Linked DNA regions of Mus musculus: all the other regions are linked to region 1. Evidence: chromatin contacts called from public HiChIP or PLAC-seq and promoter capture Hi-C data. All regions are on one chromosome and are shown on one strand. Each heading gives the region's core, a stretch centred on a gene start, on an enhancer-like site or on the middle of the called end of the contact. The rest is flanking DNA. Distances are from core to core; before and after follow the strand shown.

Region 1 (2,792 bases), core at 162-2,661:
GGGAGTGGGTGGGAAGGAAGTGTCCACAATGATAAAAGTATGAACTCTCTGCAGCTCTTTCCTGTAATAGTTCCTGTGTTGCTGATGCCATTCAGTAGCCTGCAGAAGTCAGGCACACTGGCGGGACGACAGCCAGCCACTAAGTGCTTGCATCCCAGAGACCCTAATTAAATTACGGAGAATCCCGTTGTTGTTGAGTTTTTTTTTTTTTTCCTTAAAGCGCTTCATATATTTAATGCATGAGTTTGAAAGCATCTTCGTGTGGATTTCCACCTTTCTCTCTAGTCTCACTGTGTGTGTATGTCTGTGGGGCGAGGGTGGGGTTGCATGTTATAGTACAAAGATAATCAAATAAACCTCTTCTCTGGATTATAAATGGTTTATCATCTATGACAGAGACACTAATCTAAGCAGCTGGAAAAAAAAATCGGTCTCTAACTGCCAGAATGTATTTTATCATCTTGAGTAAATAAGAAGTACATTTAAAGGGCAGGCAACCCAGACAGTCATGCAGAAACTAATAGTATGTCTGTTGGAGTCTGGGCTCTGTGGTCTGCATTTTTGAGTAGATCATATTAAAGCCCCGGGTTTCCCATAGTCCTGCGCTGCTTCGCCTCAGATGATGTCATCTGCTTTGATTGATGACCAAAGAATTGGTCCTGGACATTGCCCTCCTAAGTACCAGGCTCCTTGAAGGCAGGAGCTATGTCTTAATTTTCTTACATATCATTATGGTATAGGATATAAAATGTGCTTAGCTATATGAGTAATAACTCATAATTCAGAAAGATAAATGTCCCTTCTGGGCATTTGGGGGGAGGGGATGTTGGCTTTCCAGAAAGTGTATAAAATGAGTCAGGTTAAGAAAGCCCGTCATCCCAAGAGGGTAGCATGGATTCTGGGAAGGATAGCTTTTGACTTGGATGGAAGATCTCGGGATGCTAAACAGGAGCTAGGCAATTCTAGTCCATGGGAGCGCACACAAGCACACAGGCTAGCACCCACTCATGCTTGCTACACGTATGTATGTATGCTGTATTTGCTGGAGGAAGAAATTCCGCCTCATGTATGGGTGCTACCTGAGCTCCACCTTCAGTCCCAGTGTCATTTGTAACATACTCAAAAGAGAAGGGAGTTTATACACAGAAAATATTGAATAACAGCCCTCTAGGGTATAAAGAAACCCCTTCTATGCTTGCGTACTGGGCTCTAAAGAACCAGGACTAGAAGCAAAGGTGACACCAAGGGCAAAAAGCCATTGTGAAGGAAGAGTGGGCTGGCTTTCCCCCACCCCCACTTCCGGCCATTGAGACACAGTGACAACTGACCTTGATGTCCTCACGCTGGATCTTGCTGGAGAAGGCTGAGTGTGGTTTAGGGAAGTGAGTTAGGACAGATGTCAACACTCACTGAAATCTGTTGCCTCCTGAAGTCCACTAATAAGCTAACCACCCCTCCCTCGGGTGTTTCTGGAGGGAGGGAGGTGTGGCTTTCCAGAGTCCTTTAGAGATAAGCATCAGTAGCGTCAGCTTTTGCCATCTTCCTTTCCGTTTTCTTGTGCAAGTGGTAAGATTTCCTTGTCCTTTTACCCCCTTTTGTTTGCAACTTGGCTGCTGTGGGAAAGGGGACTCTGAAGCGTGGTCACAGTTTCATGTCTAATAGAGCTGTCCCCGCTTTTCTCTCACGCCACTGACAGACTCTGCCATTTATCCAAAGCATTTGAATAAAATTAAGGCTTGACGTGACAGTACTCGAATAGTCAGGCTGTAGTGGCACGTGCCTGTAATCCCAGAACTTGGGAGACTGGGGCAAAGGAAAGCAAGTATGAGACCCGTAAGAAGGGGAGAAAAGAGAAAAACATTGTATCTGTGGGTTATTATTTTGTTGTTCTCAAACTTTAGTTTTTGCATTACAAAAGCAATCGTTTATTTTTGAAATTTGGAATTCCTGACTGGTGATTTCAAATATATGTAATCCCCAATACCCATGTATTATCAATGAACTATACTCTATTGTAATATTATTTAAAGTTCTAAATCACAGCAGGGCCCCCTGGGTGCCCTTCACCATGAGGTTCATCATGCCTTTAGTATATGGGTTCTGAAGAGCAAACCCCCTTTTTCTATTAGTGAGTGCGATAATCTAATGACCTCAATTAGAGAGCGGAGTAAAAAGGCTCACACATCTAAAAATAACTCCATTATCCACGCAGAGAGGGTCCCGTTTCTGTTTCCTCTGCCCCCGCTGATATTAAGTAAGTGCCAATCGATCAGGATAATGTCTGGCTCTCGTTTCTCATAAATGAAGGGCTGTGGCTTTAAGTAATCATCCGTTGCTTGTGCCAGAGACAGAAGCTGCAGTATCAGCTTCAGAGAGGAGAGAGAGGAGTCTGAGGCAGTAACCTGCGGGACAGGCGGGGAGGCCACCAGGGCCAATGGCGCTCCTCCCTGTGGAGCTTTGAATGTAGGCAGACCCGGACGGACGGATGGGTGGGAGGCGTGGCCACCTGTGCGCTTCTTGGACAGTGCAGGGGGTGGGGGAGTTGGAGAGACCGGAGCTGGAAAATGGGCTGCCCTAGCAGCAAAATGTGCCTCTCTCCTCCCTGTGCAGCAACAAGGGTAATTAGTATTTGTTTACAGGGCTTTTCTAGAAGGGTGTCAGGGACTACGTACTGCAGACCCTGTCTGGAACCAGGGGGAAGTGCTTTGAGTGAGAAGCAAGTCTAGACTGCAGAGACCAGTCTCGTGCTCTCTGCCATACTGCAACCCAGATGCCGGCTGGAGTCCCACATC
Region 2 (2,792 bases), core at 115-2,614, 510 kb after region 1:
TGTATACATACATAATTATATTGTATAACATATTATAATGTGTATAATGTGACAAGGTTTTTGAAAGTCTAGAGTTTAATCATGTTGATCTCTAATATGCTTTATAAAATGTGCTGTGAAGCTGTTAGTTAATTGTAAAATCCATATATCGCAAAGCAGCTCTAATATTTGAAAGCCTGTAGCAGCCACGGACATATCTAATTTAAAAAAAAGACTGCAGCAAACAATTTTATATTTAAGAAAAAAAGTCGAAATAATCTGATTTCCTGTATTTCTAGTTTGACTACAATACAACAAGCAAACTCAAAAGACAACAGATAATGCAGATGGTTGTCTGGCAAGTCCTAAGTGTGGAGCCAAATAGAAGAAAGTGAGAAGTCTAAAGACTCTAACAATTACAAGACAGAAAGAGGTTATTGGAACAGGGTGAGCTTTAATTACAGACTCAAAAGGATTGTCACCAGGACAGAGTTAACTAAAAACACTGGCTTCCCTTTTCTTTGACGTTGCAACAGTTTAAATTTTCAGTTCATAAAACTGTTGGGAATTATCTTTCCAACTGTCTCTTAGCATGTTAACAATTCGAAGGCAATGCTACAATCAGGTAGATCAAAAGGAAAATTAGCGTGTGAGCTAGGGGTGCTGTATACAGATTAAAGAGAGATGACTCCGTTTGTCAGTGGAGATGAGCCAAGTCAAGAGAGGAGCTGAACAGCGGTGGGGCACCAGGGACACAAACTAGGGAAGCAAGCGCTTAACCCCACTGGAAGACCCATCAACAGGAGGCAGCTGATGGAGCGGCCTACGGATTCGCACACGGTGTGTTTGCAAGCAGCCCGCCCTCCCGTCCTACTTTACCCTGGGCCGAAGCCACCAGTCGTCACCTGGAATGGGAGTTCCGGAGTGACTCGATCAGCCGCTGCTTCTGCTGCTGGAGACTGGTGAGGCCGGCAGGGGACCCAGCCGCGGAGGATGACGCGCTCTTCGCCAGGGGAAAGAGCCAGCTCATCCTCCTCGGGTCCCCGGGCCCGAGGCCCTACAAGGTTCTGGCCTGCTGCTCCTCGCTTAGCCCAGTGCTTCCCGGGCGATCGAGCACGGCCCGGACGGGGTGCCCAGGGGCCGCGCCGTCTCCCACACGCCGCGCTCGTGAGTCCCTGGCCCCGGGGGTCCGAGCTACCACTGCGGGCGGCTGGAGAAGGGCGACTCGTCGGCTGGACGGAACCCCGGTGTGCTCCGGGCCACCACCACCCCGGGGTCAGTTAGCTAGGCCTGGTCGCCTTGCCGGCTCAGCTGCTCCAACGCCGGGGCGTTCGTCACCTGCCCGCCCCGCCTCCTGAGGGAGGGCCCCGCCCACCCGGCGCCCGGCGTCATCAGGCCGCGCCCTCGGCGGGACGTGCGAGGAGCGACGTCGCCGCGCTGGGCCGAGCGCCGCTCCAGCTCCCCTTTCCCCCTTTCGCAGGGCGAGAGGCGTCTATGGGGCTCCCGCCGCCGCCGCCGGTACCGCCACCGCCACCGCCGCCGCCGGGTGCTAGCTCTATGGCGAGGAGGAGGAGGAGGAGCGCGAGCTCAGAGACCCAAGTAGATCCGGCGGGGGCCCGGGCGTGCTGGGGCGCCTTGGGAAAAGGGGCTGGGAGTGGGGAGCCCGAGATTGGCGCGCGCGATGGCGCCCGCCTAAGCGTGGCTGTGTGGGACGGAACTGGCGGAGGCGGGGAGCCCGGGGGGACGGCGGTGCTAACGGGCGGGGGGCGGGTGGGGGCTGTCAGGGGCGCGGCGCGCAGTGATGACGCCACCGCTTTGTACCTGGGACTTCGTTGTGGGAAGGAAATTGCGAGTGGAGGGCGGTGGCCTACTTGGGGCCCCGGTGGCTTTCGTCCTCGGCAGTGGTTTTTGGGGGTAGTCGGTCTGGCTCTAGGCCATGCGAATAGGCACCCTGCTCCTGGCCGGCGGCCAGCCGAGCGACTTATCCTTGACATGAAGGCGGCCGTGCTCTCTCCACGTTGCTCGCCCACGGAGGACGCGCGACCTCAGGGATGAGAAGGCCTTGGCTGCCCCTTGGAGGGACCCCTGAGACCGCAGTAGAGAAGAGCGGGTGGAGGAAAGCAGGGTTAAAGTACAGTGTGTCGGTAGAGCGCGTGTAGGGACCGGTGTGAGGACGGAGGGGAGGAAGAAAGAAGGCGTGCCCTGCATCACCTTTTGTTTTCTCCAGCGTACATTTAGGAGTTTGGGACACCAGGCCACCCTCTTTTAACTCGCTGGTTTTGTCGGGGGTTATTGTGTGTTTGGTCCCTGTCCGTCTGATTAATTATCTTACCATTGTATACCGTGAACCTTGTGTGGATGGCAGAGACGTGAGGTCTCTCTTGGGTTGCCAGTTTTTGAAATTAGAAATTTTTAAATGTACACATTTCATTGCCTGCCTGCCTACCTGCTTGCTTGCTTTCTTTCTTTCTTTCTTTCTTTCTCCCTCCCGCTATATTTGTTTCTGAGATTGCCTAATGGCTTTTCAAAACATTTTTAAGAAAAATGTTTCCTCTGCTCTGCTTTGAATGAGTAAGATTTTTAAATGTTTTGTTAGAAGAATAAAAGCAAGCATTCTGTTATGAAACGTTTGATTTTGTTGATTTTTTTTTTTTTTTTTGGCTTGAAATGGTTCAAAGTTTTGTGTGGAGTGAATTGAACTCGGAGCAAATCTTAATTAGTGAAATTTATATTCAGTTGGGAAATCGGCGGTGTGGTGCTTTTATCCTCTAAATATTAGCTGTATACCTTGAGAAAAGGAACTGTCTAAAACT
Region 3 (2,792 bases), core at 131-2,630, 430 kb after region 1:
TAAACAGGGATAAACAGATTGACCTCCTAAGAGCCAGTGATCCAAGTTAGGTCCCTGTAGTGTAAGTCCTTATTAGAACGTGGCAGCCACAGGACCAGGCCTTGTCTGTATTTAAAGCCACCTTCTTAGTCCTAAGGATTCAGTTTGAAGGGTATATTTAGTACTCACTTTGTTTATTGTTAAGTGGTAAGAAGTTGACTCTGATCCAGTAGATAAAGAAAGTTGGGTGCTCTCTTCTCAGGTGCAAAGATGTGGCTTGTAAAAACTGCTTCAAGCTTTGTGTTCCCCTCCTCTCTCCCCCTCTTTTCTCTCCCTCTTTTCTCTTTCTCCCTCTCTCTTTTCTTCTATCCCTCTCTTTCTCCCTCCCTCTCTCTTTTCCTCTCTCCCTGTCTTCCCCTCCTTCCTTTCTTCTTTTTTTTCATGACCACGTTGGTTGATTCCCACCCCTCAGGTGCGGTAGTTTTCCTAGGCCACCAGGAAAGTATGCAGATGTTTGCCACAGAAGGGTTGCATGGCGGCATGCAGGTTGTCCTCAGTCCTTGCCTTCTGCATCCAGCTTTATTTCCTAGTATAATAATAATAATAATAATAATAATAATAATAATAATAATTAATAATAATAATAATAATAATAAAGACAAAGGCTTGGGAGGCAGCTCCCAGGGTCCTGATCCTTGGTCTCTGAGCGGGGTTAAGTCCACACAAGGGCTTCCCAAGCCACCCACCCAGATGAAAGCCTTTTGAATTGTTTGTTCACTGATGGGACAGTGATGGGCCGCAGAGGCAGTGAAAGCCTTAAGTATGTACTGAGAAAAGTCTCCTTGGTCTCAGCTGTTGCTAGAGATTGGTACATTAACACATGGAATTGAGTCAGAACGGTATTTGTGGAGGTCTAAGACAAGGACCGTGTCTCTGTACTTCAGCCTCTTCTGTCAGATATGCTGGCATTCTGTTGAGCTTGCAAAAATGTTCAGCACGTTCTCATTTCACTCTTGGAAGAATTCTGCAGATTGGGAGGCTTCTTGTCTTTTCCTGGACTTAGCTTTAAAGAGGTTAGGTAATTCACTGAGACCACACGGTTTAGACCCAAGGCCACATTCAGTTAAATACAAGCTTATTTGACATCAAAGCCAGTGGCTTTTTTGTTTCTGTTTCCCAGAACATCTCTAGGGGACCCTTGTCCCCGCTTCCAGACTCTAGAGGGTTGACACCTAAGTTGATCACACACCCAGCTCCAGGCTGAGCCAAAGTCACCTCAAGCCAGTGGAGCAGGAGGGCTCTAAGCTGTGTGCCTGCCTACCAGCTATGGAGGAAGTATGAGTCCTGAAGTTAAGGCTGTCATCTGTCTAAGCTATGGAGGAAGTGTGAGTCCTAAAGGCAGGGGCAAGGTTGAGTCAGTCACCTGCTTCTGTGGTGACCGGCCCTGTGACATGCCTCAGCTCCATGGACTGCTTTGTGGTTGTGGCCTTAGTGTCACGGCGCCAGGGGTTGTTTCATTGTCTAACAGGAAGTCATAGGGTATTTCTCTCTTTCTTGGTAATGAGGTAATGTCTATTCACTGGGTCCCATGCAGGAGACATCTTCAAGATACAGCTATGAAGTTCAGGGTACCTGAAAAGTGGGAACCTGGGATCTTATTTCCTGGTTATATGCATAAAGTTTGAAGGTGGCCATTGACAGAGGAAAGAGAGTGGGAGAGAGACATTTGTGTTTTGTAGCAGGTGAGGGGAGAGTCTTCAGTCCTGTTCTTTGTAAGTGCAAGGATGGACAAATATCCTTTGGCTTAATTTGGACCTTAACAAACTTGATAAAACCTTGCTAACACAGCTTACCTATCATGGAGGCCCCCGGAGAGGGACCTGGGGCTAATGTAGCTGGCAATGGCTGCTGGTCTAGGCTCAGGCCACAGTGGATCTCGTATGCGAGTGAAAGGTGGCACAGTACTTCTAGGAGCCTATACTGTGTGCCTTAGGAAAGTCACCCTTTGGATGCCTATGCGGAGAAGGCAGAGACAGCCAGTTATTAGCAATCAGAAGCACTGTCAACCAGTAAGACAACTGACATTGCCTAGCTTTGCAAAGAGCTGTTTATCTAACTGCATCTCTTCCACATGGTCCCTTCTACCAACTACACAGAGCAGGCGAGCCTGTTAGAAGCCACGGGAAGGGAGAGCCCTCATCACCTCACGGAGCCTGTACCCAGGGAAAGAGACCGTTTTGCATCATATATGGGTTGAAAATTTAAATTAGCCTGGATCAAGATTTCATCCTGTACTCTTAAATACGTGAAAGATGTCCCTGGATGGCGAAGGGGACATTTTGAGAAGCTTATTTGTAGGTCATACCTGTAGGCAATAAAATCATCTAGTATTTCCAAGAGTGTGCCACAGTTAAGTTAGTGAGGAGAAGAAAGAGCACTCTTTGACACCTGTGCTAGGCTTTGGCCCAGTTCTCCTAAAGGTAGCTGTCTGTCTGTCTGTCTGTCTGTCTGTCTCAGTCTGGAATATCTTTTTTGGGTGTTTATTATTTCTAAACCTGTGTTTCTGCTTTGAAAGTTCAGCTTTTGCCACATTAAATAAGTAGAGCTCCTAAAAAATAGTTTGTATGATAGATTAAATATCGCCACCTTGTGTTTGTTATGTGAATTACAGACTGACTTTGAAGAGGTTTTCTCCTACTTGCTTTTAAGGAAAACTGCCTGCCGTTTCTCCCATTGTAACTCCTAAGTGATTTAAAGTGTGAGCATATGTTATATATGCAGGAACTGTAGTAGTAAGAGTGCTTTGCTTATCA
Region 4 (2,792 bases), core at 180-2,679, 400 kb before region 1:
CCCTGTATTTATTTGCTGGATAGGGAGAAGTACTTGCAAAAGTGTTTCCTGTATGAGGTTGTGGGCAGTTTCTGTGCAAGGTTGGAGTTCAGGCAGTATCTTTGTGATAGTTTTGTCAAAAATATCTTCTATTTGCTAGATGTAATCGCCATCTCAGAGGCTTGCTGCTGAATAAACTCACCCTTTCCACTCCTTTCTAAATTCTGGCTGGCTGATTCAGCTAATCTATTCTGGCTTCAACTCCTCTCCAAGCTGACTGATTTTCATCTGGCTTCTCTCCGTGTCTCCTGAGTTGCTCTGCTTGCCCTCAAACTAACTCTGGTAATCTATTCTAATCTTCTGGCTTCTCATTCTCTGGCTTTAACTGCCTCTGCTGACCTTCACTGAACTGCAGGAGCTCATGAAGGAACTCACTCAACTCCACTGTACTGTACTCGCCACTCTGACTCCCCACTGACTGACAAGCGCTAAAGACTGAACTTGCCCCTGACCTGAATAGCTTCTCTCTCTTGTGCCACTCAGATGAGCGTTGAGCATATTCTGTCAAATCTCCCTCTGATTCACCACTTTGTTTGCCCCTCAATTAGACATCGTTGTTTAGGATTAAAGGTGTGTACTAAGTGTGTGTCTGGATTCCAGCCAGATCACACAGACCTAGAATATCTTTGCACGTCATCCCTTGCCAGAGCTGCCATCAATCATTCCTTCAAAAGTGTTTTATATTTGTCAAGTGTTGACAAAGCCATTCCATTTTTTGATTCTAACAGCATTCATGTTTCTTTCACAAAAACCAAAGATCACACAGAAGCTGTATCAGCGGTGCATTGTTTGTAATGGAAGGGAGTTATAACATTGCGGGGAAGATTGGAGGAGGCAAAAGGAATACGCACTTGGCTGGATCAAGACTACAGGGAAAGACAGTATTCGGTGTGGAGACCAAAGTCTCTTCAGCACTTGCGATAGAAACCAGTAGTTAGCAACTATACATTGTATCATTCCTCAATTGTTTCTTGTGTGTTACTCATACACAATACACGAGTAAAACATGTACAACACAACTAACAACTCTGGAGCCAGAGTCGTTGATAAAGTTGCCCGAAGCCAAGGCTGTGACCCACGCCTCCACAGAACACACATCTCGGTTTCTCTGTGCAGGCCCAGTCTGGCGGGTTGCCGGGTACTTGGTGCGATGTCCGCTGCAAAGAGAGTGGGCAGATAGATTTGATCCTTTCAACATCTGGCTCATCCAATCCAGGTATGGTCTTTACAACCTCGGCAGCAGGAAACTGTTGGATACCTTCGCTTCCACCAGGGGGCGTCTCTATAAGTTTTGCCTGGTTTGGGGGGGAAAAAAAACCGCGAACATCCGGGACTTCGCCGCAGGAACGCTGACGTGATTGGACCCTCCACGGCCGCCGTAGTGCATCGGAAGCAGTAAACAGGAAGCCGGAGAATCGTAGCCTTGGGTTGAAGAAGACCGAGAGTTCCTCGGGGACTCGCTCAGCTCCGGCCGTTAGAGCCACTTCCTCCTCCTCCCAGTCCTACGGAAGCTCTGCCAGAGGCTGCCACTTCAGCGAGCCGGGCCATGGCCGAATATTCCTATGTAAAGTCCACCAAACTCGTGCTCAAGGGCACTAAAGCCAAGAGGTGAGGCGGCGCTCGGGAGGGAGGCGCGGTTCTCAGTGCATCCATCCCCGGGGCTCAAGGGACGGGGTAGCCAAGCCACCCAGGACACTCAGACCTGCGTGGACAGCCTCCCCGACACTTCTTAGCTGACGCTGCGTGGCCGGGGATCCCCCGAAACGGAGAGACCAGGAGTCCTACTTTTGCCCCCCCCCCCAGGCCTCCCCCTGCCTGCCTTGATAACTTGCTTTAAGGAAAGTTTTTTTTTCCACCGGTCTTTCCTGCAAATGGAAAAAGCAAGCGGACAAACAAAAACGCCCTGATTCTCTGCAGTGTAATATGTAGGGGGCAGGCAAAGCTGCATCATAGTGTGAGTCGGGACCTTGAATTCGCACCGGTGATGGGTTGATGGTTCGTTTGCTGATTTATTAGACGCTGGTTCTTGTTCCTCGAGACTATAAAAAAGAGTTATGAGAACTGAATGAGACAGCCAACTCAGAATATAACAGCCAAGTGGAGGCATGTGGGTGTGATTTATAGTTAGCCCTATAGAGAAAGATATCTTGCCCGATCCTATTTCCGTCCTCTTGAAGGATCTAGCCAAAGTTGAACACTTTATTTCCTGTATCACCGCTGAAGCAGTTTCAACAGGTACTTGTCAGCGAGCTTCGTGCTGAATGAGCTCGGAGCTTTATCCTGACCGAATCTGAAACTGTTTAAAATTTAGAATTTGCTTCTGAAGATGTTGTCGATAAAATACAAAGAAGTTAAGACAGCAGTTATTAAAACCTATGTAGTGCTTTCCATGTTTCCATGATTGGTTCTTTGTTTTTTTGAGACAAGGTTTCTCTGTGTAGTCCTGGAACTTAACTCTGTAGACTAGGATAGCCATGAACTCAGACACTCACCTGCCTCACCTCCCCCACCCCACCAACCCCCAAGTGCTGGGATTAAAGGCTTGGGCTGCAACCACAGCAAGGCTCAGAATTTGTTGTAAGCACTCTGAATAATCACTTTTCCCCTAAGATCTCTCCTCGTGTTTCCATTTATGGAGCTGTAATTCATAAGCCATAAACTCCTTTTAAAGTGTACAGCTAGTGGGGTTTAGTATATTTACGAGTTCACCACTATTTAGTCAGTAAGCATTTTGCCACTCCAAAGGAGACTGT

The links. HiChIP or PLAC-seq counts read pairs in DNA pulled down with a chosen protein or histone mark. Capture Hi-C pulls out chosen DNA fragments and counts their contacts.
Region 2: a promoter capture Hi-C map of adipose tissue shows a contact between it and region 1. The contact joins the promoter of Cnot7 here to the promoter of B430010I23Rik in region 1. A contact is called at or near these places in 13 of 39 promoter capture datasets (the 3T3-L1 cell line, 3T3-L1-derived adipocytes, the C10 cell line and 10 more), 10 of 115 datasets of contacts at active chromatin or transcription factors (bone marrow-derived macrophages, embryonic forebrain, embryonic stem cells and 4 more) and 4 of 9 other capture datasets (adipose tissue, liver, macrophages and 1 more).
Region 3: a contact with region 1 is called in an H3K4me3 HiChIP or PLAC-seq map of bone marrow-derived macrophages, with 6 times the contacts expected there. The contact joins the enhancer-like site here to the promoter of B430010I23Rik in region 1. A contact is called at or near these places in 1 of 39 promoter capture datasets (the SN4741 cell line), 4 of 115 datasets of contacts at active chromatin or transcription factors (bone marrow-derived dendritic cells, bone marrow-derived macrophages, embryonic limb bud and 1 more) and 1 of 9 other capture datasets (adipose tissue).
Region 4: a contact with region 1 is called in a promoter capture Hi-C map of liver. The contact joins the promoter of Frg1 here to the promoter of B430010I23Rik in region 1. A contact is called at or near these places in 4 of 39 promoter capture datasets (the C10 cell line, embryonic stem cells, neutrophils and 1 more), 1 of 484 Hi-C or Micro-C datasets (muscle stem cells), 4 of 115 datasets of contacts at active chromatin or transcription factors (all in embryonic stem cells) and 2 of 9 other capture datasets (adipose tissue and liver).

What each region holds. Positions count from the first base shown.
Region 1 is chr8:41,016,357-41,019,148 of GRCm38.p6, reverse strand. It overlaps B430010I23Rik (RIKEN cDNA B430010I23 gene), which reads right to left and starts at 1,411. Exons shown (of 3, transcript NR_015457.2): 1 at 1,329-1,411. The region is part of intron 6 of Mtus1 (mitochondrial tumor suppressor 1); the gene reads left to right.
Region 2 is chr8:40,510,326-40,513,117 of GRCm38.p6, reverse strand. Cnot7 (CCR4-NOT transcription complex, subunit 7) reads left to right here and starts at 1,364. Exons shown (of 7, transcript NM_011135.5): 1 at 1,364-1,578. It overlaps Vps37a (vacuolar protein sorting 37A), which reads right to left and starts at 1,335. Exons shown (of 12, transcript NM_033560.3): 1 at 885-1,335. The coding sequence starts at 1,009.
Region 3 is chr8:40,583,474-40,586,265 of GRCm38.p6, reverse strand. The region is part of intron 6 of Mtmr7 (myotubularin related protein 7); the gene reads left to right. Among named protein-coding and RNA genes, the nearest start is that of Mtmr7, 50 kb to the left of the region's middle. Within about 2 kb of position 1,380, at least 101 of the 459 cell types and tissues checked have an H3K27ac peak or open chromatin away from gene starts, as enhancers often do. A contact at or near this core is called in bone marrow-derived dendritic cells, bone marrow-derived macrophages and pancreatic cancer cells, where this site is marked.
Region 4 is chr8:41,415,755-41,418,546 of GRCm38.p6, reverse strand. It overlaps Frg1 (FSHD region gene 1), which reads left to right and starts at 1,429. Exons shown (of 9, transcript NM_013522.3): 1 at 1,429-1,647. The coding sequence starts at 1,586. It overlaps Gm50494 (a long non-coding RNA gene), which reads right to left and starts at 1,421. Exons shown (of 2, transcript XR_003947538.1): 1 at 1,298-1,421; 2 at 812-1,196.